Linked DNA regions of Gossypium hirsutum: region 2 is linked to region 1. A link is a contact called in public Hi-C data. All regions are on one chromosome and are shown on one strand. The core of a region is the stretch at or near the end of the contact, and the rest is flanking DNA. Distances in the headings are between cores, read along the strand shown. Region 1 holds the start of LOC107910207 (dehydration-responsive element-binding protein 2D). Region 2 holds the start of LOC107910720 (transmembrane and coiled-coil domain-containing protein 4).

Region 1 (5,869 bases), core at 1,425-3,924:
ATTCAACGATGGATACGGGTTAGGGGTGTTACATCCTTCTTCCATTGGAGTCTTACCATTTGTCCCATTCCTACACTAACACAACTAAAGCGATACTTCAATCAAGTTGCACATGATTACCAGATATGTTACATTGTCTATTAGATCATTTCTAATCAAGTTGCACATGATTGGTGAGTACAAACGAAATTGGCCTTTACTTTCATATTTTAGACATAATAATGCATTTGTAATATTTCATATTCTAATTATTATTATTTTATTAGTTCGTAAAATATTAAATATTGTCAAATTGAGTTCGCGGCCATTCAAAATGTTTAAGAGTATAGGATAAATTTACTTTTTTTTTTTTGTAAAAGGTTTAAATGACATAATTATGTTTATATATTTTATAGAAAATGAAGAAAATAATATATTTGAAAATAAGAAAAGAAAATACACTTATGAACGTTACTTGTATTCCATCGGTTAGCTTGTTTTTATACAAGTTTACATACTCTAAATAAGGAAATAAAATAAAATCTAATTCTAGAATTAAGCCTAAGAATTTGTAATAATATTTTCTTCAATTTAGCTTTTGTTTTCTTGTATTTTGTGTATGTCATTTTATATGTGATATCAAATTTAACCAGAAATTTTATTATATTACAACTAATTATTTTTTTATTATACACATATCTATATATGAAAAAGCGATTGTATACATACATATCCATATATGCATGTGAACTTAGTTTTTAATCCTTTCCTTTCCTTTTTTTTCTTATTTTATAATATATGGCATGATGATAAATTAAACCTTTAATTATACTGATTAAAAATGAAGTTGAATCAACTGCTATAAGATTTTTAGCTTAATTATATAATGAGAAATCGTGTTTACATTAATTAAACTATGAGAAAGCATTTATACATCAATTATATTATGAAAATGTGTATGTTTACATTAACTATACTATGAAAATATGTTAACATTAATTATAAAATGGTAAGAAAAAAATCACTAATTTCATACATAAAGACATCTTATTGATAGGACTTAATTGAAACCCCAACATCATCTTGTTTTGAGAACACCAGAAGAGTCAGCAAACTGCTTTTGAGAACGGAAGTTTTGACCATTTTTGAAGTAAGAAAAACCGAACAAATGTGTGTTGTCGTATGTACCAAGAAAAAGAAAGACTAAAAAACTGCTGATGCTGACAAGGAAAGATAAGAAGAAGATTATTACTGAGCAAATCCAAACAAAACATGGATTCATTTTGTTTTTGTTCTTTTCATAACGTTGTAAATTCTTTAGAGTCTGCAAAGATTATGATTGCTAATCATAAAAATCAACTTTTGAATTGATTGATAAGTTGCCCACTTATTCCTGACAGAAACCAAGCAATGGCTTCGAAAAACTTACACTACGTATTATTGGTGGACAACGTAAGATTTTCTGTTTTCGAATTTACATGTACACATATTTGTTCTTTTCACAAAACCTTTCACTTGACCATAGAAGCTGGTTGGCTAGGCCTGGAAACAGCACGTGATTGATACTTAGAGAAACATAAATAAAATAAAAATAAGAATTAAAAACTCCGACCCACGTTATAAACCACAGAAAACACCCTATGTAGTTTTCATGGATATAGAGTGTAGACAGTAGGAAACTCATATATTCTATATAATATACACATTTATGCACAGTATTCTTATGACTTTGACGTACCATTTATCTTAACAGCATCTAGTTAAGCTTAGCTTAGTTTAGCTTTAAAATTTACATGCACCATGGGGATTGCAAAGCGTCCCAACCAGTTGCTTCCATAAGGTTGCTAGCGAAACTGCCTGGATCACCCATCATTGGAAATTCCAAAGACATAGCAGTTTCAGCCCAAATGGAGTCGTCTAAAAGAGGCAAGTTGGCGTTCATATTTTCCCAGAACCCCTCAATTCCATCTTCAGTAATCTGTCCAAACTTTGCATCCATGTTCCCTTGAAGAGCAATGCTCTCGTTGGGGAAAGAAGGCATTACTGAGGAGTCATTGTTGTACACTGGTATTGGTGTCATGTCATTGACCCTAATAGTTGGGTTATTTGATGATGAACTGATCATACTCATACCTGAATTGCTCACGTTTTGGGGTTGGTAATTCACCATCGGAGCCATCTGAGGATTAGCTGCTGAAGAAGGTTGAGACTGAGGGTTGTTGGCACATAATTCAGGCAAATTGAGCTTGGCATCCGAGCCATAGAGTTTACGTGCGGCAGCATCGTAAGCCATTGCTGCTTCATGAGAAGTGTCGAAAGTTCCAAGCCAAAGACGAGCACCACGATTCGGTTCACGAATTTCAGCAACCCATTTACCCCAAGTTCTCTGCCTCACACCTTTGTAAGTGCAGAGAGCGTTTTCTGGACCACCTTTTCCTCTCATGCACCCTTTTCTCGAGCTTGCTTGTGCTGGCTTCCTCGCTTGTTTTCTTTCTCCAAAGCCACCACCCGTCATTGATGTTGACATTGTTCCAACAGGGAACCTGGGGGAGTAAGGAAAAGGTGCAGAAAGAAAGTGATTGATAACTGATAAGCACATTGGGGTTAATGGTATTTATATGATAGAAAAGGGGAGATAAGAGCTCCAATGGGGGTGATTAAGCTTGCCCGAAACGTGTCTTAAGATGGGTTTGGCATGGAAACCCTGTTAGCTCGTGTCGACAGCAAATCTCACTGCCATTTCTCATAGACACACTTGGCCTAGGCTCTTGTCTGTACACAAGCTCATGTGGCAAAAACTGAAGAAAAAAAGAAATGGAAAAAGTAGTTGGATTTAGGAAATTCTGGAGGAGAGAAAAGAGGAAATGGATAATGGTGAATTTAACAATATGGAACGGCGTGATCGGTTGGAGATAAGAACAATTCTTTCTGAAGTTAATTAAAATCCATCACCATAAACGCAGACTGATTAATTAATTTTTAAATTCATTTAAATTAATTAAACTTATTAATTAATTAATCAAAATATTTTTGTTTAAATCATATATAAATTATATAAAATAAAACTCCAACCCCAACCCTAAAAATAACTAAAAACAAAGGAGAAAAGATGGGAGGGTTATAGAGGTGACATCTGACTTGGTACACTGAATGTGATTTGGAAGGTCAAAGTGAAAGTGTGATACTCAAATGGGGTCCATTCTGCTATAACTTCGTACACTGAATGCTTCCGAGTTGAAAGGACTCAGGGTGCCAACTCGATTGTCTCCACTCTATTCCATGTGTGTAAAGTAGGTAACGCATTCACAAGTAGAGTAAAACAAAATCTTGCATAACAAGTAAGTTGGAGGCACTCCCCTTTCGAGGCTATAAAAAGTTGTATAGGCCAATATTATCATTATGTATGTATGGAAGAGCATATTTCAAATGAAAATCCAACTATAGGAACCCAACAACTCATCTCTTAAGTCCAATATTGCAGGGCCCTAGATTTAGCTGAAGTACAGCAGGTTACACTGCAAACTTGGCCCTCTTTGGGTTATCATGCCAGGCTTTTTGTGCTGCTCAACAGGAAAGAAAAGAAGTGGCAGTAAAATATAAAGGCGGAAGTAAAAATTCTATACTGCAAGAGTTAAATTATATTTTTTATTAAAAAATAAATAAATTAATCTTTATATATTAGATTAAGAAATAAATCAATCATTTTTGTTAAAAGTTTTGTCTTTAAAATTAGTGTTCCTGATAGAATAATTAAACAATGACATGTGGCTTATTATATGTATGTCACACTGACATACAAAGACCAATTTTTACTGTAAAAATAGTTGAAATTTTTAACAAGTGATGAATTTATTAATTTACTCAGATTTTTCAAACTCTTACACTTTTACCTAAAAGCAAATGATGGCAACCCAATTAACAAATAAAAAAATCCATTTATAGAATGTATGGGAACCTCTTAATTATCTTATTATTAGTTCAAGTTTCAGAGTCATTTTTATATGATCTGCAAGTCCCTAGTCCAACCCAACACAGAGGAGGATCACATCAATACAACTAAACCGTGAATTAACCTTTCTATCATTAAAAACATCATTTAGTACGTATTATATAAAAAGAAATGAGATAACATGAAATTTTAACAATTGTTTTAAATATATCTTTTCTAACCTGGTATTTTATTTTTTTTATTATAAGTGGTACTAAAATTATTTTTATATTACTTATTTTACATTAAAATATTATATATATTAAAAAAATCTAGACTGCCATATATTATAACCTTTAAAAAATATTTTTTATTACTTTTACTTTTTTTACATTATTTTTCTTATTTTTTTCTATTTTTTTCCTTTATATTGTTTGACAATGTTAGTAATACTCGAAATTTACCTTCCCGAAGTTGAGATGTTGGTGATTAATTCTCTTTTCAAACTTTACCGGCTGCTTGCTAGACTTGAGGAGATCAAAAAAATTATTTCATCAATCAAAATTAATGTTTTCAAAATCGGACCAGACTAGCCATTTGGATGGAGAACCAATAGAGATATCACTTTTGAGATATGAATTGAATCGATTGATCCGCGAACTAATGCAGATTAATTTAACCAAACTAAAAAAAATCAGTTTAAATGGTTTTCTCTATTTAAAGTATTTTTTTATAATTTTTAATAACACGAACTAATCAAACTAAAAATTAGTGGCATGACCGGTTCAACTATCAATCTGGTTCTGAAAATGATCAAAATCATGAAGTCTAAAAAGCTTACACTTGTAGAAGAAACCTACTATTAGGGAAAGAATAACCGAAAAAGATATAAAGTAAAAAAGAAATATATATATTTATTTATTTATAAATCCCTTTGTTGAGTTGGTGTCCCAACGCAGTTATAGAAAATACTTTAATGTCCCTTCGCATTTAAAATAAATTATATTATTTGAAAAATAAAAATGTCTATGATGGGATTTGAACTCATGTCAATTAGGTTAGCAAAATTTTAAATTTATCACTTAACCAAAGTTTTATTTTTACTATTTTAATTTTATTATGCACACTTTATTAGCTCCAACAATTGTATACATTAATAATGTTGTTGATTAAGATGGTATCACAAATTAACTTAACACTAACTTAAGATAGATGACAACACCATAATAAATAACTGTATTCATTTAGTAATCTTAACCTGATATATTCAATATGTTTAAATTTATTTTAATTACAATTTAATCTAACTTTTTTTTTATTTTAATATCGTAAATATTTAATGTGTTATTATTAATTAGTTTCAAATTATACATTTCATTAATTATTATATGTTATTTTAAACACAAATATGTGTTTTAAATACATAGTTTTCACACGCATATGCATGTAATAAAGTTTCTAGTATTTGTAAAAAGAAAATAATACTTTTTATCTTTTTTTTGCCACATGGTAATTTTTAATTATAAGTACCATTTGCGACAAAAATTTTTATTTAAGTGCCAAAATGAAAATAAAACCGTAATTTAAGTATCAATTTGTAAGTTAAACCTTTAAAAAAACAAATATTTTTTATTTCTAGTTTAACTTTAAATTTAATCTAACATTTTTTAATAATATAAAAATCTAAATTGAGATATTTAATAATATAAACTAAATTATTTAAATTTTAAATTGTAAAAAATAATTTATTAAAATTTTTTTTAAAGGGTTAATATATACGGAGGTATCTAAACCTACTTGTTACATAAAAAAAATTGACATAATTGATGCCTAAACTTAAAAATCATAATCCAACTCGATACTTCTTTTATATATCTAACTAACATTGTTAAATATACTGACGTAACATTAATAACTAATAACATGATAAAAAAATTTATACTACATATGAGATTATCATTT
Region 2 (5,869 bases), core at 1,086-3,585, 330 kb before region 1:
TTACCCAAATCCTCCCATATTTCGGGCGGGCCGACGGGCCAGGCCGGGCCGCCTGGCCCATGAACACCTCTAATAGAGCACTTGAAAAATGCATAATTTTGAGCTAACGCATACATTTCTCTTTCATTTTCTTTCCTCTCATCATTCTAATTTGGAAGTATTGATTTTTTTTTACATTAGGATGAAAAATGATAATTTCTCTTATTTTCTTTCCTCTCACTTTTCTTCTTTACCAAGCATAAATTTATTTTCTTTCTCTCAACCAAATAGGCCCTTACGTTTTGCTTGATAGAGTGGGAGGAAAATTAGAAGGATGAAAAATTGAAAAAATATAAAACTAGAAGGATGAAAAACATTATTTTTCTTTCCATGGGTGTGTTTGGTAGGAGAGATGAAAAAAATGGTTGTTCTTGTCATCCATTGCTTGGTAGAAGTGAAAATTGGAAGGAAAGAAAATAAAACATTAGAAAAATATATAATTTTGAATTGACAAACACATATCTCTCATTTTCTTCTCTCATCATTCCAATTTGACAAGATTGATTTTTATATATTAGGATAAAAATGATTACTTCTCCTATTCTTTTCTTTCACTTTTTTTTTCAACCAAATACACTCAAAATTTATTTTCTTTTCACTTTTGCTTTCCTTTCTCTCATCCGTCCACTTTTCCACCCAAACAAGCATACTCTTAGTGATGAATTGTATTTGTGAATTTTATTAAAGATGATTTCTATATATTTGAAGAATATTTTATATTTGAAATTTATTTAATCTCATTTTTCTATATTTGTAAATAACTTTCTACACATATCAAATTTTTTGAAAAAGTAGTGATAAATTTTAAAGGGTACACCAAAACAGATTAGTACTAATAGAAAAAAGATATGTTTAGTACAATACTGACTACCTCAATTTCAATGCAAAAAAAATGCAATCTCCTATCATGCCATCCTTTTCTATATTTTAACTAGAAGTGTTCATGAGTCGGCTTGGCTAAGTTCGAGTCAAGTCCATGTATGGTATTAATATCATGTTATAGTTGTCTAGGTTAACCCGACCTAAAAAAAAAATAAGTCTCAAATTTTGCTCAAGCTTGTCATATTTATAAATGGTTAACTCAAGTCTGTTTAGAACTACTCATATTATATTTTAATTTATTTTAAAAATATATCATGTTTTAAATATTTATAGGAAAATTATTTGATACATTTAGTGTCTGCTTGGTTGGATGAAAAAGAAAAAGGATGGGAGGAGGGAGTGGAAAAGTGAAAAGAAAAAAAAAATTAAGTGTGCTTGGTAGAGAAGAAAGGTGAGAAGAAAGAAAATATAAGAGATTGTCATTTTCCATCCAGATGTATAAAAGCCAATTTTTTTCAAATTGGAATGACGAGAGAAGTGAAAATAAGAGAGACATGCATGTTAATTCAAAATTATACATTTTTCAGATGTTTTATTTTTATTTTTTTATTTTTCAACTCTACCTGTGGAAATATTTTTTTTCCAATTTTCTATTTTCCTATTAAACCAGTCCAAGGATTTGAGTAGAGTAGGCTCAACCCAACTTGGGCTAGACTTGGATAGATATTTTAGCATGTCAAGTTGAGCAACCCAATTTAAATAAAAAAAAATACTTTTTTATATTTTATGAATGTTTGAATAGTAAGACCGGTTTTTGGATTAGGTTGGCTTAAAAAATAGGCTTGGGCATGAAATCTTTTTGGGGATCAGCCCTACTCAACCTATATATACCTCTATTTTCCTACTTAGCACAATTATGGAAATAAAAAAAATATTTTCCATCTTTCTTTTTTTTATCCTTTCAAGTTTTCATATTTTCAATTTTTTTCTACCCTATTGAGCAAAGCTTTAATAGAGTTTTTAGACTCTATAAGTTGAATTCAAAGAATGACATTCATCTTATTTAGGGCGAAGTAAAAGAATAAAAAAAAGTTTAAGTATTAAAAATAGAACTTGTGACAATATTTGAAGCTTATATGTGGAGTTAAAATATTTCATTTGTAATGTATCAAATATTAACTCATATTTATATATATATATACACGTATACATACATTTCTTTTATTATTATATTATACATATTTTTTTTATTAAAAAATTAAATATAAGCAATGTTTTTTTTAACATTTACATTATATTATAACATTTTTTTAATTTTTATAATATAAATTACATGCTAGGTAAAAAAAATGTATGTATTATAAATTAAAAAACAAGTTGGGGTCCTATGGCTTAAATTAAAAAATTTGGGGCTGCTCTTGAAACGTGGGATGTTATAGGGTCCATAACAAGTGTAATCACGTCACGTGATATGAGGTTGCAGTAGCCGTTTCATTTGTCCCCGGGAAATCGCTGCGCGCTTTTGAAAAAGTCGGGCAATAATAGCCTCTCGACTTTCATGATTAAAACAAGCGAAGACCTCCAAATTCGTTCTCACTTTTCTCAATGGAAATATCATTACTTTCATCAACACAGAAATACGCTGCCTCAGCTCTCTTCGCTGTGGCTCTTCACCATTCTCAGCTTCATCAAACACGCCCAACCACTCGTCTCCTTTCTCTTGAAGAAGAGCCTATTGGTGAAGGGGCTAGCAACAGCAGCACCATTTCCGTCTCTGATTTCCCCCACCTTTGGATCCATGACAACTCCGGTTTACTTTTGCCTGTCTTCAGGTTTACTTTACATGTTTAATATTAGTCCCCTCCTTTCGCTTTCTCTATCTAATTTATTTCCAACAAATTTTCTACGGATTAGGTTTATGGAAGTGGAGGATCAAGCTTGGGAGGGGCTCAAAGAAACTGCCGGAGTATCTACTCAAGCAAGGCATCACGTTGGATCAGTATGCCCCCACCCCCTTTTATCTTCATATCCAAATATTCGGATTATGGAACATTTTGATTCTTTTTTTTTTTATTGAGAACGGTTTTGATTTTGGCACAGTTCATGACCTTACTGTCAGAGACAAATGATGAGGTTTCTTCAGGAATCCGAGAAAAGGAACTTGCTTTACTTAAGGCTGTGGATGCTACAATGCTTAGCATGGAAAGCTCTCTCGTTCTTTCTGAGGATAGCGATAAGAGTTGTGACTATGAAACTCATTGCCGCCAGAGGTGCGCTTATCCAGACACAACTACAGCTACGGATCCTAATGGAAGAATCCCAAGGACTACTCCCAATATATCCAATAATGAAGATGTGGATGGATCAGGATTTAGATTTTTCGAGAAACCAATTGAAGAGGGAAAATTGCTTTCAGAGGAGAGGAAATTAACGGTTCTTTATGAGCTTCTTTCATCTTGTGTAGCCGATTATGTGACTGATGGCGGATCAAAGGGCTATGATGCTCGGCACCGAGTGGCTCTTCGTTTGCTAGCTACTTGGCTCAATGTCAAATGGACAAAAATGGTTTGTGTGCTTAAACTACTCATTATTTGATGCAAAAATCCTTTTGCTTTGTAGGTATGAATTGTTAATGGAATTTGGTTTTTAACAATACAAATCCTGTTAGCAGTAATTTACTACATTTGACCCTTTCTATCATTTTTAAGGAAATTCCATTTTCTAGGAGGCTATGGAGATAATTGTTGCTTGCAATCTCATTGTTCGGCTGAAGAACGAAGATGCAGAGCAATTTGGAAAGAGTAAGAACGATAAATGGAAACAGGCAGGCATTATTGGTGCTTCTGCTTTAACAGGAGGATCCTTGGTGGCCCTTACTGGTGGTATGGAATCCCTCAGTTTGTACATACAGATATATTTTTTCCTCAAGGATCCAACCCCCCCGCCCCCATTTTTTAGGGCATAAGCGAAGTTATAAAGTCACCATTGAATAATTTCATAATAGGTGATGTGGTTAGGTGAGAAAACAGTAGTAAAAGAAGAAATTAGGGCTGAACAATTTAGTAAGAACTAAGAAGGAAGATGGAACTTTAGAGACCTTAGGGTTCCTCTGGGTTTCTTTACTAAATTCAAAGATGATGATGATAATAATAATAATAATAATAATAATAATAATAATAATAATAATAATAATAAAAGTCCTGCTGCTGTAAAGCTGTTACAGGATATAGACTTTCTTGCAAGCAAAGTTTCTATACTTTCTTGCAAATAAAGTTTTATTAATAATCTTAGACTTAATTCTCAACTAATAATAATCCTAGCTGTCCAAAAAAAATCTAATACTTTAAATGAAATAAAATAAAATACATCTTAAGATCCTGCGTCAATAGGCCTAGCTGCCCCAGTTGTTGGACACGGATTAGGTGCCCTTGCTGCTACATTAGGCAGCATTGTTCCTGCAGTTGGAGTAGGTGGATTTGCTTTAGCCGCTAGTGCTACAGGACCAATTTCCGGTTCAGTTGCTGTTGCTGCATCATTTGGAGGTATTGATTGGAGGGGCGTTCTACCTGATCTTTTGTTTAAGTTTGGTGCTATTCCTTCAGAACTTTATAGAGCTATCTGGTACTCGTAGTTATAACCGAACCATATAATGCTGGATATTAGGTGATCTATAAGCACTTTTTTTATACTCAACCCTTCAACGATACTGAGCAGTATAATTGTAAAACAAAATGTTGTTAGTCTCCTGACTGAATTGTCAATAAACCAAGCTTATATATATATCATAGGAAACTTAGCTTAACATGATAAAGCTGAGTGAACAGCTAAAAACTTTTACGGGCTAAAACTGTAGGGAACTTAACAATTAAAGGATGTAAAATACAACCTGTTTGCTGCTAAAGTACAGACTTAGTTGTGATGATTGTTATCTAACTTACACTCCTTATTCGTTTTAACTGTAGTAGTGTAGTCTCTAGATCCACTAACTTATCCTCTATGCATCCCAGCTGCTGGAGCTGGTCTTGCAGGAAGTAGAACGGTTATAAGAATTGAAGACCTTGATGAATTCGAATTCATACAAACTGGGTTATATCATAACCAAGGCGTGAGTTTTCATTAATTTATTTAAATGTTTAGCTTTGTAGTTGGCTTGAGTAGGCTACATTATGAATTACTAATTATTGGTTCTTCAATGATGTCTGTTTTCTTACTGGCTTATTTCATGAATTTACTTACCGGTTTTAAATAACTGCAATTTTTCAGCGGCTAGCAGTTGGAATCTTGATTTCTGGAATTGCATTTGAAGAAGAAGATTTCTTAAGGCCTTGGGAAAATTATAATGATAACTTGGAGAGGTAAGATGTTAAACAAGACTGACTCTTGCTTTTCTGCTTTTTGTGTTTAACTTCCCTTCCTTCTATTCTCATGCTTCAACGTTCAGCCTGTTTCGAGTTTCTTTGTAATCTAAAACCAACAACTTATTCGATTTTCAAACTTTCTGCGTCTCGGTGGTGCAATCCAGTTGGTTTTTGAACTTAACTGGTATTGCTGTTGATCTCTCTGAGATGAAAAAGTTCCATCCTTAAGGGCAATGGAAATGGGTTCCGTTATGTTCATGGAATTTCAAATTAGTTCCATATTGGATGTAAATTGTAATTTGTTTTTTATTGATCCTTGTTCTGCCTGCCATGTGATGTAGGCTTCAATTTTCTTGAAGCTACTCCCCCCTTTCTTGATAGTTAATTAGTCATTATTATTGTTCCAAATATGCAGGTATGTGCTAAAGTGGGAGTCTAAGAATCTGATTGCATTGAACGCTGGGATAATGGAGTGGATTACTTCGAGTACTACTTCAACACTAGCCATCAAATTTAGCTAACTGGCAAAATATATTGATTGAAAACTAGCGGTATTTTGCAGAAGTTGCATCAAACTTATTGCAAGGAGGAGCCATGCTGACTGTATTAAGTACATTACTAGCAGAAGAACCTCTGCCAGCAGCTTTGCT

The links. Hi-C and Micro-C count contacts between places; a contact is called where the count stands out from the background.
Region 2: a Hi-C map of leaf shows a contact between it and region 1, with 4 times the contacts expected there. The contact joins the promoter of LOC107910720 here to the promoter of LOC107910207 in region 1. A contact is called at or near these places in 13 of 34 Hi-C or Micro-C datasets (anther, callus, leaf and 2 more).

Annotation. Positions count from the first base shown.
Region 1 is chrD02:22,080,492-22,086,360 of Gossypium_hirsutum_v2.1, reverse strand. It overlaps LOC107910207 (dehydration-responsive element-binding protein 2D), which reads right to left and starts at 2,674. Exons shown (of 2, transcript XM_016837988.2): 1 at 2,113-2,674; 2 at 1,473-2,043. The coding sequence starts at 2,578. The coding sequence ends at 1,769.
Region 2 is chrD02:22,407,285-22,413,153 of Gossypium_hirsutum_v2.1, reverse strand. It overlaps LOC107910720 (transmembrane and coiled-coil domain-containing protein 4), which reads left to right and starts at 2,335. Exons shown (of 14, transcript XM_016838689.2): 1 at 2,335-2,693; 2 at 2,776-2,860; 3 at 2,962-3,426; 4 at 3,587-3,743; 5 at 4,869-4,966; 6 at 5,125-5,216; 7 at 5,635-5,705; 8 at 5,782-5,869. The coding sequence starts at 2,467.